2 separate regions of the Zea mays genome follow, and region 1 is linked to region 2. A link is a contact called in public Hi-C data. All regions are on one chromosome and are shown on one strand. Each heading gives the region's core, a stretch centred on a gene start, on an enhancer-like site or on the middle of the called end of the contact. The rest is flanking DNA. Distances are from core to core; before and after follow the strand shown. Region 1 holds the start of LOC100191552 (class I heat shock protein 3). Region 2 overlaps LOC100283374 (clathrin binding protein).

Region 1 (4,049 bases), core at 453-2,952, 110 kb after region 2:
GGCATGGAGCCTTGTCTGAGGGCATGTAGGCTGAGCCACACCGGTTGCTTCCTCTGCTGCTCCTCGTGTCCACACCCTTCTCATTCAAAACGAAATCGTACTCATCTACGTTAGCGAGTAGGTGAGGGAGGAATAACAGGGAGGTGCAATCAAGCTGGTCCTATGGAAGCCACGCTCCTCTTCTCTGTCGTTGCAGTACCAATGGGTGGCTGGCTGGCTGTGATCTCGACTACCTGTGGGCCCGCACACGGCTTCCTTTGGTACCTCCAAGCGGCCAAGGAAACCCATATAGGACGAGGACACAGGGCGTGGTAGCGATGCGAGGGCAACGAGTTCAATATGGCCCGAGAGCGGAGCAGGTAGGGGTGGGCATTCGGTTTATTAGGGTAATTCGGTTCAGTCTATTCGGATTTGTGAAATTTTGGGTTCTGAAAAATAAGAATTGTTTTTTCAAAATAATTTTAGGAACCGAACCCAAATAGACTCACAATTTCGGTTCGGTCTATTCGGTCCACCGAATAGACCCAAATAGTAGAGAGACTAGTATCTTTTGTTAAAATATATACACCGAATAATTAATTGGAAGTACTATTATTACAAGTTTACAACGAGTGACTATAAAAAATAACATACAAAGATATATATATATATTATATCATAATTTTTAGCTAATAAGTTCATAAATCATACAATAATACCATCACATATTAAGATCTTATATATTTTGGGTTATTCGGTCTATTCGGGTTTTGAAAGTTAGGAACCGAACCCGAAAACCCGAATAGACCATCAATTCGGTCTATTCGGGTTCGGTTCGGATTCGGGTTCGGGTTTCGGTTTTAAAATGCACACCCCTAGAAGCAGGGTGCGAGGGAGGGAAGGCGTGTGGGGACTCAGCAAAGGTGCCTAGCGGCTTGGATGGGATGACGAGCGGGATAGAGAAACGAGCAAGATGAAGAGTCCGTTGGATTGAGATTTTGTTGTCATTTTTCTATTTTTTTATCAATGCTAATTGATTTATGATCTGTTTGGTTGAGTTGTGGCTGTGAAAAAAATTGTTGTGTGCTGTGAAAAAGCTGTTGTGGGCTGTGAGCTCTTAAAAAGCTAAAAATCATTTGGTGGAAACCACTAAAAGCCGTTAAAAGTTCTTCGATATATGTCTTTATAGTTCTATCTAAAAGCCACTAAAAGCAGGTCTTGGTGTGCTTTCAGTTTTAGACTGCGAAAAAATCAGCTTTTACAAAAAGCTACTTTTTAGATTCAATCCTTTGATTTGGTTTTTAGCTTTTATAGGATAAAAGTCAAAGCTAAAAATCAAACCAAACACACATCCTTAGCTATGCTGCTGGAGTTGTTCTAATTGACGGACGGCTGGCTTATGTGGTCGTGGGCTTCTGGATACTTCTACCTCCTACGAGAACGTACTAGTTGCCACTGGACATGAAGGACTGGGCCACAGATGGAAACTGTTGGGCCAGCCGTGATAGGGAATTCCTTCCTCGACCAAGAGATTGTCGAAGATTCCAGATCAATCTAATAGGTCAAGTCCACTACGTAGGATACAGTCCATAGCAAGTCGAGTGAATTCTAGCCCAACTGTGAGATCTAGTAGGTTCTAGCCCACGCTGGGGCACACGAGAAACCCACAGACAGGCCCTCCCGTCGCTTGCTATAAATTGAGCCCCCCGCGTCGACGCTCGCCATCACAAGCCAGAACAGCCAAGAACAGAGATACCCGAGTCGCCGAAGCAACCACTCACAATCCCAATCTCCCGCGTCACTCAAAACCCGAAGTAACAACCGTCGTCGGTCCGACCAACAATGTCGCTGATTCGCCGTGGAAACGCATTCGACCCCTTCTCCCTCGACCTCTGGGACCCCTTCGAGGGCTTCTTCCCCTTCGGCTCCGGCGGCGTCCGCAGCCTCGTTCCCTCGTTGCCGCGCACCAGCTCGGAGACCGCGGCATTTGCCGGCGCGCGGATCGACTGGAAGGAGACCCCCGAAGCGCACGTGTTCAAGGCGGACGTGCCGGGGCTGAGGAAGGAGGAGGTCAAGGTGGAGGTCGAGGACGGCAACGTCCTGCAGATCAGCGGCGAGCGCAACAAGGAGCACGAGGAGAAGAACGACAGGTGGCACCGGGTGGAGCGCAGCAGCGGCAAGTTCCTTCGCAGGTTCAGACTGCCGGACAACGCCAAGGCAGACCAGATCAAGGCGTCCATGGAGAACGGCGTGCTCACCGTCACCGTGCCCAAGGAGGAGGCCAAGAAGGCCGACGTCAAGAACGTCCAGATCACCGGCTAGGAAGGAAGCACGCGTGCGCTGTGGAGTTTGAAACACAACTGTTCAAGCATGGGTGTCCTACTACGCGTCTTATGTAATTTTGTGTAGTGATTATCCGTTATGTACTCCCGTTGTGTGCAGTGATTTCTGTTATGTGGTCTGGGTGTCCGGCGTGCCACCGTTGCGTGGAGCCATCAAGTATCTATAATGCGTTTATAAATGAAAACCTAATACAATCTGTTCTGTACTACAATTGTATCCCGTGTTTGTTTGCAGTACCAGAAAACTCTGTTTGCCCTCTCGTCGTACCAGTACCGTTCCTAGTACGTTATTGTACTCGTGAATATCAAATTTTATTAAATTTAATTTTAATTACAAAATTGTTAGTAACACTTATAATTTAAAATCAATTTAAAATAGATTTTAAGGGTTTATTTAATACTATATATATAATTAATAAAGTGTTTGGTTTCTTGGACATTTATTTTAAAGTGTTTGGTTTCTTGGACATTTATTTTAAAACGGAGGAGCATATATTCTCTCAGTTCCACAATAAATCTTCGTTCTAAAGTCTACCGATATCGATACATTGGTTTCAAAGTAAGTAAGTATTTATAGGAGTGTGCCGATCTTTAATTTGATTAGATATATATAAAAATAATATCAATATTTATATCTATATATATTTTACTATAAAATGATACGATATGATCAATCTAGTAATTTTTTATCTAATACTATAAATACTAATGTTGTGTGTGTATATATATTAGATCAAAATTGAGATTGTTTGATTTATCGAAATATGAGATGAAGAAGACTTATTTGGGGTGGGAAAGAGAGAGTACATGTATATTCCCTCCCTAAACTTGATGTCTTCGGGAGTCCATCTGATGAGAGAGCTCTGGCATTCAAGCCAGGAATTTCTCCACCTTGTCCACTTCCTCCACGCTCCCAATGTACAGAGGCACTCTTTGGTGGATCTGCACGACGCAAACTGGTTAATCTATCAGCTGGACACAGTTCTACATTCAAGATCAAGTAGTTTGATACCTCTGTAGGTGTGATGTCAAGAATTCTCTGGTGGCCGTCAGAGCCCTTGCCACCGGCCTGCTCGACGATGAAGCTCATGGGGGCGCACTCGTAGAGAAGCCGCAGCTTGCCGTTCTTGCTCTTCTTGTCCCTGGGGTACCCGTAGATCCCTCCGTAGAGCAGAGTGCGGTGGAAGTCGCCGACGAGGCTGCCGATGTACCGCGCGGAGTAGGGCTTCCCCGAGTCGCCGGGCTCCTTGAGGCTGTCCATGTACAGCTTCAGCTTGTCGTCCCAGAGCGCGTAGTTGCCCTCGTTGAAGGCGTAGATCTTGCCCGCCTTGGGGATCTGCACCTTCTCCTGCGTCAGCACGAACTCGCCGTACATGGGGTCCAGCGTGAACACGTACACCCCGGTGCCGACGGTGAGCACGAAGATCACCGAGCTCGAGTACATGCAGTAGCCGGCGGCCAGCAGGTTGCTCCCCGGCTGGCACACGTTCACGATGCACCTCTGCTCCACCGAATCAAGCTGCGCGCGCGTACGTAGTGTAGTGTTGGAGATAGAATTGTGTCACGTAATGAGCCAGTCAGAACAGAAAGAAGGTAAGGGAGATGAGATTAATTAGCACTCACGGTGTCGTTGTCGTCGACGTCGGCGAGGCACTCGTCGTTGGGGTTGTAGATGCCGAAGATGGAGCCAGTGGAGACGGCGGCGTCGATGTTGGAGGAGCCGTCGAG
Region 2 (3,762 bases), core at 503-3,002:
ACAATTAGTCTGTATTGGGTACTATGAGTCTGCGCTGCTGAACATAGCAGCACCTTATTCTATTAGCTCATGAATTTCTTTTTTACTTGCTTTTTGGGCAGGTTATTCATCCATTCGATGCTCAGGCTGATGGTGAGCTCAGTCTCGCGGTGGGTGAATACGTTGTGGTCCGCCAGGTACATGGTTTGCTTTATATGTTGACAATCAAGTCGTATCGAGGTTCTGCCGTTCTGGGATACCTCATGGCCAAGTTGGGTTAACAAATAATACAAATTCATAGCTCCCCACTAAATAATCTATAGTAATTCATAAGGCATCATCCTATTGTGAAGTGTTGTTACTCAGTAAAAATGTAACCAGCAATCTTTTAGAAAACGAGCAGATGCTAGATATGGAGGGGGCCGGGAATGCTGACTAAGCACATTGTCTTTCTTCACAGGTGGCTGCAAATGGTTGGTCTGAAGGTGAATGCAAGGGAAAGGCTGGCTGGTTCCCATCTGCCTACGTAGAGCAGAGGGACAGAGCCCCGGCAAGCAAGGTGATAGAGCCTGGACTTCTGACTACCTGATCCATCCCGTAGTTATGGCTGCTGACTTGCTGTCATGGTCCTTTTTTTTTCTACATTATTGTACATGACATGCCCCATGAGTGATTAGCGTATGGCAGAACCTTCACCTTTTCTGTGCAGATTATTGTTCTTCTAGCCTTTTCGTTGGTCGGTAACTGTATGTAAAATGTAGTTCTGTCTGTTAGGATTTCCTTCCGGTATTATAACATTGTACAGAGCTATTGGTGATGAGATGCTGTCAGCTTGCCCTTTCTTTTCGGACAGTGTGCTTCCTGACAGATTTATGCTAACTAATGGTTTCGTAACAGTGAGACTGGCACTGCTGCCGGTGGTTATGGTACGAAACACTGTAGATGGTAGAAGCGGAATATGATTTGAGGCTTTCTTCAGAAGTTTTGTGTAGGTAGATGTTACCAGTCTGAAACTAACCTTGTCCTTGTATGGACCTCGGAGGCTATTGACCTCCTGTATGTAACCTTTTGTAGAGGTAGATCTAACGAGAATTTGCTGTAGATGTATATATTGAATGGCATCGTTGTCCGGAACAGAAGTAGAATAGGCAAAGGACGCAATTGAAGCAACATGTACACCTGACTGGGCAAAAGAAGCTTGGTGGTTGGATCCTTCGACACAAGCTTTATCCGAAGTCTGAACCTCAACTGGCACAGAAACCGTTTCCCTCCTCTCAATTGGCACAGAAACCGTTTCGCTCCTCAGGGTTTGTTCGGTTATTTTTAATTTAGGCCTTGTTTGGTTATTTCTAATACACGTAGATTGGATGAGATTGGAAAAAATTAAGAAAAAGTTTGACTTGTTTGGGATTCAATCTCATCTAATCCCACTCAATCTGTATGGATTGAGAGCTAACCGAACAGACCCTTATATGAATTAAAGTGGATTGATATGGATTAGGAGAGTTTTGACTTACTGGAGGTTGAAATATAACCGAACATACCCTCACCGGCCACAAGCTGCTGCTTTGCGCGACGCTGCAGGAGCTGAATTTATGGAGCAAAGACTCGCATCTCTTCTTCTGCCGGTCTGGCGTAGCGAGCATGAGGCCGCGGTTGCTTTTTGCCGTGCCGCGGCACTCGGCACGCAAACGGAGCCCGGAAAGCTCACAGGCTCACAGCCCAGCCTTCGTCGGGCTCAGCACGCAGGCATCGTCATTGCGCAAGTGGGGCGCTGCTGTGTGTGGTGTGGTGTCCACGGATTGATGGCTTTGCGTTTCCCCGCTCACCGGTCCGAGGCCGTTGGGGCCACGCGCAGTTAATGATAGCTGTCTGACCCAGCGGCGTCGCTCGTTTCGATCGAAGAAACAGCAAAAAAGGAGGAGGAAGGCGTGGTGGGGTGCTGGAGAGGGGAGACCTGCCAGTGATACCCATTCAGGCCCTGTTTGGAAGTGGAGTTTTTCCATGGTTTTTGAGAAATACCATAGTATCTGCTAATACTACGGTATTTTAGATCAGAAGCCGTTTGAGAGATCATTAGAAAACAGAGTTTCCAATACTATGGTTTTACTGGAACCGTAGTATTTTTGGAGTATTCGATACAGAGGTCTCGACCCAAGTTTTCTGTTCCGCGCGCGCTCGATGAACTGACTCGCGCTTTTTTTTTCCGCAGCCGCCGCCGCCCAGGCCCTAGCTTTCTCTCCCGCAGCCGCCGCCGCCCAGGCCCCAGTTCTCTCTCCCGCAGCCGCCCCCATCTCTCTCTCCCGCCGACGCCCAGCCCTTTTCCATCCACCGCCGCCGCCCCAGCTCTGGTTCCCGTCGCCCCCATGTCCTCTGACGCCCAAGTTATAGCAGGCTGGCAGAAGAGAAGACTTGTCTCTTGTGAGATGGAAGCAAAATTGTCTTTTGTTTGATCGCTGGAAGTGTTCCAGCACTACTGCAGCCACCTGGAAGTGCTTTTGTTTGTTTGTTCGCTGCAAAAGCTTTTGAACGTGTAACTGCTAGTTGAATCAGAGAACGTGTATCTGCTATTTGAATCAGCCAAATACTGTGGTATCAAACAATGCTATGTATGGACAAATACTTTGATTATACTCTGGTTTTGCTAAAACTGTGGTATTGTGTCGCAACATACTGTAAACCATGGTATTGAAATACTGTGGTTTTAGAAAACTTTATTTCCAAACAGGGCCTCATCCTTGTCTGATCCACTATAGCCGGTGTTGGATGGCAGCGACATGTTTCTCTCCTCTCGCTGAGCATTGGCTCGGCATCCATCAATGCTACTGTGCCTGAGAAAGAGAACTAGAGGGATCTATCGATCTGACTATCAGTTTGTGCTTAAGCTTTCTCACGTACCGCATGCATCCAGCATTATTCACAAACACTGCTAGTAGTGGTCCGTTTCTGTCCATCAAAAACCCAACATTTCGATTTTCAACGACGAAAAGTAGAGGCCAGTATTGTTATTACTAGCAGTAGCTTTGCTTAAACGGAAACAACGGCTTCAGCTTGTAATGAAACAGAAGCAGCAGTTCGGCAGGGTAAAGCTTGTAATGAAACAGAAGCAGCAGTTCGGCAGGGTAAAGATGAGGCTGCTGGCTTGGCAGATCAGCAGATGGACTGGGGTTACGTTGCGATGAGAGGATAGGACACCGAGTAACAGACAGCGCAGCTCAGCTCAGCAACCTCTGGGTCGCCTCGTCGGTCAGGGGTTCGGCCCCACCGGCAGCTCTTACATCAACGTCCCGTGATCTGCACCCGTAGAAGCGCATTCGGCCTTCCAACATCATTTCCCTCCCCACTCTTACGTCCTAAAATAAAAATTAATGTATTTGTTATATATATATATATATATCAAAATTCATAATTATTCATTTAAATATAGATATAAAAATCAAAAACTAAAAAGACTAATATTTTAGAAAAAAAACAAAGGAAAAACAGGTTTTTGTTATTATAATACTACTAGTATCGGTGGCTTCTCAGAAGTGTTTAAAATAGCGGGATAAAGCATTTATGCTCGGCCTTTTTTAACAGCTAGAAAAGGATATATCCGGATATCACCGCAGCTAAATGTTTTAGCGGTTTTCAGAACATAGAACAATCGAGTAGCATTACCCATGTAATAAACTAATAACCAAAGCAAAAAAATACAATAGGCGGTTCAAACTTCAGAACCAGAAATAATAGCAAGGAAAAAACATTCATTTGCTAAGTTTTATAGTCTACTGGTTGCAACAA

Evidence for each region. A called contact is a pair of places that touch in the nucleus more often than the background predicts.
Region 1: a contact with region 2 is called in a Hi-C map of tassel, with 5 times the contacts expected there. The contact joins the promoter of LOC100191552 here to the enhancer-like site in region 2. A contact is called at or near these places in 7 of 25 Hi-C or Micro-C datasets (bundle sheath, ear, leaf and 2 more).

Annotation. Positions count from the first base shown.
Region 1 is chr1:38,789,720-38,793,768 of Zm-B73-REFERENCE-NAM-5.0, forward strand. LOC100191552 (class I heat shock protein 3) reads left to right here and starts at 1,703. Exons shown (of 1, transcript NM_001136982.1): 1 at 1,703-2,533. The coding sequence starts at 1,822. The coding sequence ends at 2,301. LOC100216767 (Fructose-1,6-bisphosphatase) reads right to left here. Exons shown (of 4, transcript NM_001157234.2): 2 at 3,945-4,049; 3 at 3,334-3,840; 4 at 3,038-3,263. The coding sequence ends at 3,192.
Region 2 is chr1:38,681,574-38,685,335 of Zm-B73-REFERENCE-NAM-5.0, forward strand. It overlaps LOC100283374 (clathrin binding protein), which reads left to right. Exons shown (of 10, transcript NM_001156275.1): 9 at 102-176; 10 at 440-796. The coding sequence ends at 568. Among protein-coding and RNA genes, the nearest start is that of LOC100283374, 15 kb to the left of the region's middle. Within about 2 kb of position 1,753, at least 20 of the 20 cell types and tissues checked have an H3K27ac peak or open chromatin away from gene starts, as enhancers often do. A contact at or near this core is called in bundle sheath, ear, leaf and 2 more, where this site is marked.